Linked DNA regions of Mus musculus: region 1 is linked to region 2. The links are chromatin contacts, called in public Hi-C maps. All regions are on one chromosome and are shown on one strand. Each heading gives the region's core, a stretch centred on a gene start, on an enhancer-like site or on the middle of the called end of the contact. The rest is flanking DNA. Distances are from core to core; before and after follow the strand shown. Region 1 overlaps Gm34873 (a long non-coding RNA gene). Region 2 holds the start of Crbn (cereblon).

Evidence for each region. Hi-C and Micro-C count contacts between places; a contact is called where the count stands out from the background.
Region 1: a contact with region 2 is called in a Hi-C map of the Ba/F3 cell line, with 2.3 times the contacts expected there. The contact joins the enhancer-like site here to the promoter of Crbn in region 2. A contact is called at or near these places in 4 of 484 Hi-C or Micro-C datasets (the Ba/F3 cell line, embryonic stem cells, myeloid progenitors and 1 more) and 2 of 115 datasets of contacts at active chromatin or transcription factors (acute myeloid leukemia and bone marrow-derived macrophages).

What each region holds. Positions count from the first base shown.
Region 1 is chr6:106,977,410-106,982,236 of GRCm38.p6, forward strand. All of the region lies in intron 1 of Gm34873 (a long non-coding RNA gene), which reads left to right. Among named protein-coding and RNA genes, the nearest start is that of Gm34873, 7.6 kb to the left of the region's middle. Within about 2 kb of position 2,527, at least 6 of the 459 cell types and tissues checked have an H3K27ac peak or open chromatin away from gene starts, as enhancers often do. A contact at or near this core is called in the Ba/F3 cell line and pancreatic cancer cells, where this site is marked.
Region 2 is chr6:106,797,986-106,802,212 of GRCm38.p6, forward strand. It overlaps Crbn (cereblon), which reads right to left and starts at 2,102. Exons shown (of 11, transcript NM_175357.3): 1 at 2,006-2,102. The coding sequence starts at 2,072.

The DNA of each region.
Region 1 (4,827 bases), core at 1,277-3,776, 180 kb after region 2:
AGATTATATAGGAATAAACAGAACTATTTCTGATTTTTTAAAAATGTCACTTCTTAATTGAGAGAAGCTCCCATGTCTCCTACCCAGGGGCTGTTAATATATGCAGTGTTTGTCTGTCTCAACTTCATTTGAGTCATTGCTTATGATGGAAATTTTTACAAATTACAATCTTCACTTGTGCTTGGTAGCTCCCATGCAGTATTGCACAGGTTAGAAGTGTTTATAAAAGTATCAGCAGTGAGTGGGCGAAATTGTTCAGTGGGTAATGATTGCTGCCAAGCTTGATATCCCAAGTTTGATCCTTAGGACACACATGATGAGAGAGAACTCACTTCATACAATTTTCTGGCTTCACACGTGTACACACACACACACACACACACACACACACACACACAAACACACACAGTGAACATCTTGGATGCATCAATAATGTATCTATTTTTACTTCTCTATACTATAACATTGTATAGGTATATCTTCATTCATTTCTCCATTCAATATTTAATAGACTGTTGGGCAAGTCCTAGTTTGGGACTGTGAGAATTAACACTGTTTTGGATATTCTTGTACATGTGTATTGGTGGCCATTGCAAGCCAATATGTAGGGTATATACTTACAAAGAGGTTTGCTGGGTCACAGAACATCCTCCTGCTTCTCTTCCTTCTTCTCCTTCTTCTTCTTTAAAGCATACTGGCATATATACAGCCGTGATCTTATTTTTTATTTCCCCAATGACTAATGAGATTAGCACCTTGCCATATAAGTTGTGCACTTGACCATCTCCCTTTAATGTGCTTGGTTTAAATTTACTTTTCCTACTTTGGTACTAAGTTGTAGGAACTCTAAGTATTCCTGGTTGATTCATTGTCAGTTTGTCAGCCTACTTATTTATCTAGCTTGCCTAGTTTCCTCATAAAGTCTTCTTTCAAATTTTCCATATGTTTTTTTTTTTACAGAGTTCCTCTCACTAATCCCAGGTTAACTTCTACACTTCTTAAAAAAACACATTGAAGCAATTTATTTCATATGAGTGAACAAGTTGAAGTGTAGGACTCTGACACCCGAATAATGAAATTAATACTCTTAATTCACCTATTAGATGACCATATTATTCTTCATTATTTACATGCTCAGCTCCCTGGGTGCTGATTCTATACATAGCACCTACCTATTACAACTTCTCAACAAAGAGTAACTGTCAGTAAACTCTGGTGACAATCTATCAAATAAAAACAGACTTCCAGTAGTCACTATTTAGTCACACCCATTCTGCCAGTTCACAAGGGAGACTAAGAGAGCAAGAAGAGAATGTTTAAATATAAACAAAGTGACAGAGATAACTGGAGAAGAGGAGAAAGGAGTGAAGGTTTTATTGAGCTGCAAATTTGGCTCTGAATGAAGTCTTTGGGTGATGCTGGTCCTTAGGGCCAGTTTATTTTTCACATTTGCCAAGAGGACAATTTACATAAGCAGGAGACTGGCATTGGAAGTAACCATAGAAACCCCACTCTTCTATTGTACAGGGTGGGCATTTGTTGCTCCATTTAATAAAATCTCCTTAAGCCATAGATATGTAAAGCTTTGCATGTTGATGGAGGATTTAATAAAAGGATCAGAGGTGGAGAAAGCACTGGAGAAATTGTTGAGTGTTTTGGGAAAAGGCAGTGGATGACAGTTGCCAAGGTGAAGAAAACACATCCTTCAGGGCTTCAGTGGAAATTACACCTGCCCAGAAAGAAACAGCCCTCATTTGTGATTCCTAAGACTTTTTATTTTTATTGTTTAAAATTAAGTAAATAGAGACAGAACTAAGGAACTAAGAGCACTACAGTTGTATGTTACACTTTGCCTTTTATATATTGTGCATATGTTCACTGACATCACACTATGCTCAGAAAATTGTGCTACATGCCAGTTTTTAAAATTCCAATTAATTGTCTCTCATTACCGATCCTTAGGGCTCATCCTCTCAAGCAATGAGGTATTGACTAATACCTCCAGAAACCAACAGAAGTAAGGATGACCACAGTCTTTGATAAACCATGAGGGTACCCTATCATAATTCCTTCTCTTCAGCCCTACCTTGGGGACCTTAAATTTCCATTAAATAAGCCAGACATATATACTGATGACTGCTACAGCATTATACAAACAATAATTTTCTCACTTGAATGCATATTGATATCAATAGTGTGACTCATTATTTAAGATCTGCCTTTCACTCTAGCTGCTATATTGGGAATGCTTTTAATGTGAGTGCTAGCCAAGGAGATTTATTCCACTGATCCTTTGAAAGGAAGAAAAAGCAAAGACCAAGTTGATACAACTGACCTGTCTTGCCAGTGTCTTGATTTGAAACTATGATGAAAATCCAAAGAGAGAAGAGCTGAGTAATATCGCATTTCCATCAGAGCATCCTAAAGACTTTGTAGGGAAAAGACAATGGATTTATAACTATATGAGGAAACCAGGAAGATGATGTCACTCAGAAATAAAGCCATAGTTCATTTCCATAGCCTAGATTCTGTGGCTGGAATTAACTAGCCCAGGACTTGTGACTAAGCAGAAAAGTGTGAGTAACGTCCTTCTGACTCAAAGTCATTTTCAAAGAAATATCATTAGAAAACGCTCATTCACTTCAGAAAGGAATGAGTATGGATTTTTGAGTATGAAATAGTGTCTCAGCAAAAGATACCTTAAATATGAATTTTCAAGAAAGAAGAAAAATTGCATAGTAAATAAAATTCCCTGGAGTCACCACAGTGATTTACTATCTTTTCACGGTTGCTTATTTCAAGACTCATATTCTCCTCTCAAAAATAAAATCTCTTCTCATGCAGTACATTGTTTAAAACAGTGTTCTTTCTGTCTTGGAGTAGCTGTTGCATTTGAAAACATAGGCTGCATTTGCATTCATGAACCAAAATACGACTTGTGGCAGCCCTGTGACATTGCTTATTAGAAATGCATGCTGCTTTTGTGGTTATTGTATAAGCAAATTGGGCTTGCAGCTAGCGTTTCTTCCTGATAGATGCCCACAGTGAAGCTTCCATTGTGAACACTTGCCTGACAATTTCTCATGTATAATTTTGCCGTAAATTTTATTTGTTGGGTAATGGAATTATTTCAGTGGGAGAAAACTTGCTTATTAAACACATTCTTTCCACCTCCTCTTTCCATAAAAAGGAAGGAAAAACATAAGTGAGTCACGCAAATGTGAAATGCACTATACATGTGTATGTTTTTAAAATTATATTTGCATTGCCTCGGCCGTTTTATAAAAGCACGCCAAGGGAAGCAGAATTTGACTTTCATGCTGAGAAATTGCTTGATAAGTAGTGTTATCTAATTCAATTCCACAAACATTGTAGTGTTTCTGAACAACTCAAATAAAATGCAAAATAAAACCAGCTCAGACAATGCACAACTTGGGAGTTTTGACTTGCTATAGAATAGTATAACACAATGTTAAAAAGTCACTAACTTTATTTGTTTGTTTGTTTGTTTTTTGTTTTTGTTTTTGGTTGTTTTTTTTTTTTTTTTGATTTTTCGAGACAGGGTTTCTCTGTGTAGCCCTGGCTGTCCTGGAACTCACTCTGTAGACCAGGCTGGCCTCGAACTCAGAAATCCGCCTGCCTCTGCCTCCCAAGTGCTGGGATTAAAGGCGTGCGCCACCATGCCCGGTAAAAAAAAAAAAGTCACTAACTTTAAAATCAGTTGAGCCTGCCTGGTCTACAGAGTGAGTGCCAGGACAGCTAGGGCTACTCAGAGAAACCATGCCTTGAACAAACAAACAAACAAACAAGAACAGTTGATAGTTTATTTGTATTATAGACTTTCACATAGTGACTGTTTAGAAAGTATCTATTGGCAGATGAATGGGGGTGTGTAGTTAAAAGTCAGCTAAAAAGGAAATGACATTAACCATAGAAGCAACTTTGACCACAGACCAACTGAACTGATAAGCAAAGTGTGGTATCAAACTGTATGGATTATTCCTAGCACCATAGAGGAAGGAAATTGTGACATATTCTACAACATAGATGAAACATGAGCACAATGCAGTCATGAAAATACACTCCCTCATCTATGAGGTACTTGGTCAAAGTCACAAAGGCGAAGAATAGAATGGTGTTTACCAGGTGCTGGAGTAGGGGGAAGCAGGGAGTTAGCTTCAGTTTCACAATGTGGAGATTTCTGGGGATGGATGGTGGTAATGGTTGCAGAACAGTAGGAATGTATTTAATGCCACTAGAACACACATTTTAAAAACTATTAAGTCAGTCTAATTTACATGTATTTTACCATAATACTAAAGGGAAACAAAATATCCATGGCTACCACATGAAGTGACAAAGGATTATGAGAGGAAATTCTCTGTAGATTCCATGCAAGGCACAAATATTTCTATGCCACATCTTATTTTTAACACACTGCAAAAGGAGAGGTTGTTTAGGAGTAAGCTTATCTTCCCAGGTATTTTGCCACAGAGACTAACATAAATATGTATGAAAGTTGATTATCAGAAATATGGATCTCCATAAATATATCCTATTTCATATCAGCTCCTGTTGTTAGACTAGATTCCTCATAAACAGCGACTACTTCATGTTCACTTAGTACCATTGGATAGTGCATAATAGAAAACATCAGACTACTTTGGTATTAAATAATAAGAAAAAATGCATAACTGGTACAGAAACCATTGAATCATTCTTGGAATGAATAGATACATGACTGAATGATACAGAAACCAATGAGCCAGTCTGAAAGGAATGAATGGATGGCTGAATGACGAGGTTGCATTTAAATGTTATTCAGGA
Region 2 (4,227 bases), core at 852-3,351:
ATTGACAATAGGGAAGTTTATCAAGCGATAAAGACGAAGCTAAAATAAGAAAAACATTCTGAATTTAATTTTTTCATCTACAACTCCGAGAATGTAGATTTTACTTGACATTTGGAGAGACCCATTCTCTTCTTTACTACAGCAAGTTTAAAGTACCTGCTATTAGCTCCAGGGCTAATACACCTGAAATTTCCTATGTTTATTCTTTAAAAGAATTTGCTTATGAACAGGCTATAATTAACTTCTCCAACTTGGTTATGTTTTTATTTGAGCACTTAATTTGTCCAATATGGATTCTTCACACCTAAAATGTTAAGCAATTCCCTTAGCTGTTAAGGATGATCACTTTTCAAAGCAAGTTACACTACATGAATTCAGGGGACAAGCCAAAGTGTCTCCAGAAATAAAACTATTATAATTTGGAAACCCACTATTCTATATCTACAACATCTGTGAGCCTCTTCCTTCTAATATTTCAAATTGAGAAACTACAGAGTTTTCAGAGCTCCCGGTGGCTCACACAGAAGCACCTGATGAATGCCAATAGCGGGGGAGCACCCTTCTCCTACTCCACCACTTTCCCTAAACGTCTGCTCCATTCACAGTGGAGCTGCTGTCCCTGAAATCTCTTCTGTTGAAAGATGATCACCTTTAGGAACTGCCGCGAGTACAGCTCAATAACCAGTGGCTTACAGAAAAGGTGCTTTCTATGCACTGGCCCTGCACCCAGCATTTCTTCTTCTGTCTACACTACCACCAAGGAACACATTCACACCTGAAGCACACCTTCTGAGGCAACAAACTGAAACCTGAAATTATTTCTTCACACCCCACACAAAAAAGTTCCTAACTGAAATGACTAAGGATGCACGGTTTCAACAATGTAGGACTAACCTAGTCCACAAATGAACCCTAAGTGAATCTCCATCACAAGATTTTCAAATCCCACAATAATCCCTACCCATGAAAATCACAGCAGGAGTTGGAGACATAGCTCAGAGGATTTGGGAGTGCCTGGTATCCAATCCAGCAAAAAACACAAACCCAGTACACCCAGCAGCAGTTGCTTATATGGCTCTAAATGAACTGCACCTGTGATTGTAATTATTCTCAATAGCCTTATCCTAACTGTGACCCTCCTAAAAGTAGCCGACTGATGTTTTTCCTACAAACAAGGTTAACAGACTGCATGGCTTTTAACTACAACCAAAAGGCTCTGGCAATAGTCTGTGTTTCTACAGCATTCTAAGAACAGTCCGTACCACTAGTTCATCCACTTTCAGCATTCAATACTGCAACATAAGTTGTCATAAACCATAAAGGCATAAAGTAAGCAGGAGAAATCGGTAATACCGTTCTCCTGAGTACCCTAAAAGTAGGCATATTATTTGCAGACCTGAGAAAAACCGCTAAATAACTACCTCCACAGAGAGATAGCTAAGAGATACCAGCTGTGGTGGCAGATCAGTACACCGCGCAGCCCTATCTGCAACTGTGTGACCTTCCACGTCACTGGATGGTATACATTTAACAACCCGTCGATAAGTTTCTCCTCCATAAGCAAGGCTCTGGACAGATGACAGGTGTAATAATAAAAGCAGAAATGCACGCAAAGCATTCACTGCGGGGCCCACGACGTGCAAATGCCTACTGCATGTTAGCTGTCAGTCTTATGAGAAAGCAGATGAGCAGGAAAAGTAACGGCTGCTAATGTCACCCGGTTCTCAACTTCGCCTACTCCCACAAAATTTTCAGGGAGGCCGGCTTGGGAGAAAGATGGAAAGGAATGGGGGTCCCTGCTCTGGGAAACCAAAGTCCGTGGCCCCAACATCCCCGACAGCCCAGGAGACAGGCCGGGAGGAAAGCGCAGAGCTGCGGAGGGCGAGGCTCACACGGGAGGCTTCCCACCGGCCGCTGCGCCCGAGTAGCTGTCCCCGTCCTCCCTGCGGGATCGGCCCCGGTCCTCGGTCTCCACCCACGGCCAGGCGCCCGTCCCGGAGGTTACCAGGCAGAAGCGGCAGGTGGTTTCCCATGTTGTGCGCAGCGTCCTGCTGATCTCCCTCGCCGGCCATGTCTGTTTACCCGCAAAGGAGCCTGGGAAAGGGCGGTGCCGGCACGCAGGGGGAGGGTCTGCGATACGCCGCCGCCACGCTCCCGGGCCACAGCGCCCCCTGGCGGCTCCAACGAGGCGAGCCGAGAGCGGCACAGCGGAGCCAAATGAAGAGGACCATCTTTAAGGAGGACAAGAAACCCAAAGTTATCCATGACCCACTGACCCCACACAAGTTACACAGCTCCCTTCTCAGCCACAAAGACGTTTTGACAGGTGGGAAACCCAAGTCTGTGTTTTTAGTGTCCACTTGGAGCAAACACGTCCTTATACAGCATCCTCTTTTGTCTGGAAGTATGGACTGTTCCAGGGGCCGTTGGAATATAGCAGATTTTTAAAACGATTTCAGTAGCCCTCGGATATAGCCCCAAATTAACATGTATCAGTATGAAGCAAAGATTTGCAAGGACAAAAAAGGCTGATAATCACCTGGAAAATAAAACTGTCAGTATATAAACTAGCCTAGTCATAATGGCTTCACTAAGAGAAAAATGGATCAATGTATGGTAAAAAACAATTACAACATGCTAAAAGAAAGAGAATTGTCTAGCACTGGAGTTGTGGATGGATTTTTTTTTTCCAATTTTAAGAGTGTATACAATATATTTCTAACACGTTTTCACTGAAGAAAAGAAAATAATGGAATGACAAACGATATCTAAAGAAGGAAGTAGTGGTAGTAGGCAGAGAATAAGAGGAAGGAAAAAAAAGTAAACTAATGAATCTGAGGTTTGAAGACATTTTTACCCCAAGAAAAAAATGCTGCATTAAAAAAAAATTCACAACCCAAAAACACGTTGGAATGGTAACTGGATCCGATAGGCGTTTCCTATGGTGACCAACACATAGGCCAGATTAGACCAGATTAAAAGTAGGTAAAGGCATAGTTATCAGGAGGCAGCTCTAAGGGGAGTTCGCTGGTCTCACAGGTGGAGGTCAGTGAAGTCAAACACCCAGGTTTAAGCAACGTGACTTTATAGAGTTTTGGTGAGGAGTGATTACTTGTTGGTTAGGAGATGGGGTTGTTGCCCATACCTGGTTAAAAACTGATCCCCTGGCAGCCACTCTTGGGTGGGTTCCAGGAAATGCTGACATGTTAGCCCGGAGTTTTCTCCAAGACAGAGGTGGAGTTTTCACTCCGCGGTTGGGGATCAGGGAAGGAGAGTAGACTGGGTTTCCCAGCTTGTACAGGGGAAGAGCAGGGGTTCAGCCTAACACTATCAATTCCATATCACTCAGCCTTCTGTCCCTGAGTCACTCTGGCCTTGGCCAAGTCACTTTTATATCCCCAGGACTCAGTTTACCCAATGTTAAAACCAGAACGCAAATGTCCCAGATGTATTCCCTTTAATAGCATATACAATATTGATGCCTTTTATGATCGAGTTAAAAACAGCTGCATGAGCCATTGTAATGAGTTAAGGTGTTTTTCTCGCTAGTAAGAGGACAATTCAGGTCTAGACCACCAGAGAGCATGGAACATAGATGGTGACTGTTAAAGAGAGAACAAGAAGTTCAACCAAGTGATGAATGAATGTGCATAGCTGTACACACACACACATATTTTTGTTGTCGCTGGATCAATTTAAATACAGTTCACAGAATTTCAATAAATTGTTTAGCTGCAGAATTTTCTATCTCAGCAAGCATCTGGTTTCTATTTTATATATCTATCTGTGCATGTGTAAGATGACACTTTTTGGTTCACAGGGGAGCAAGTGTGTCAGTGAGTATGGTGGCCAAAATATCAACCTAGAGTTTTATTACTTGGGAGTAATACACCTGGTTTATTGTGGCAATGTCTTTCATTGGCCTAAGAGTAAGCAATTAGGCCAGGGTGACTCCCCAGTGGTCCCCAGGGATCCAGTGTCTCTGCCTCTGTTGTGTTGGAGGATATTACAAGTGAAGCTTACCACACGACTGGATTAAAAAGTACATTTTAATATAGATTCTTGAGATTGAACTCGGGTCCTCATGCTTGCACAACAAACACTTCAGCAACCGAGCATCCTCCCTAGCCCAGAGTAGGTAGTCTCTAAATAAGGAAGCTCTTACTTTGCTGGTGGTGTCTCAAAAGTGCCTTTCAATTATCTGAACCCCGAGTCAGTCAGTCAAGA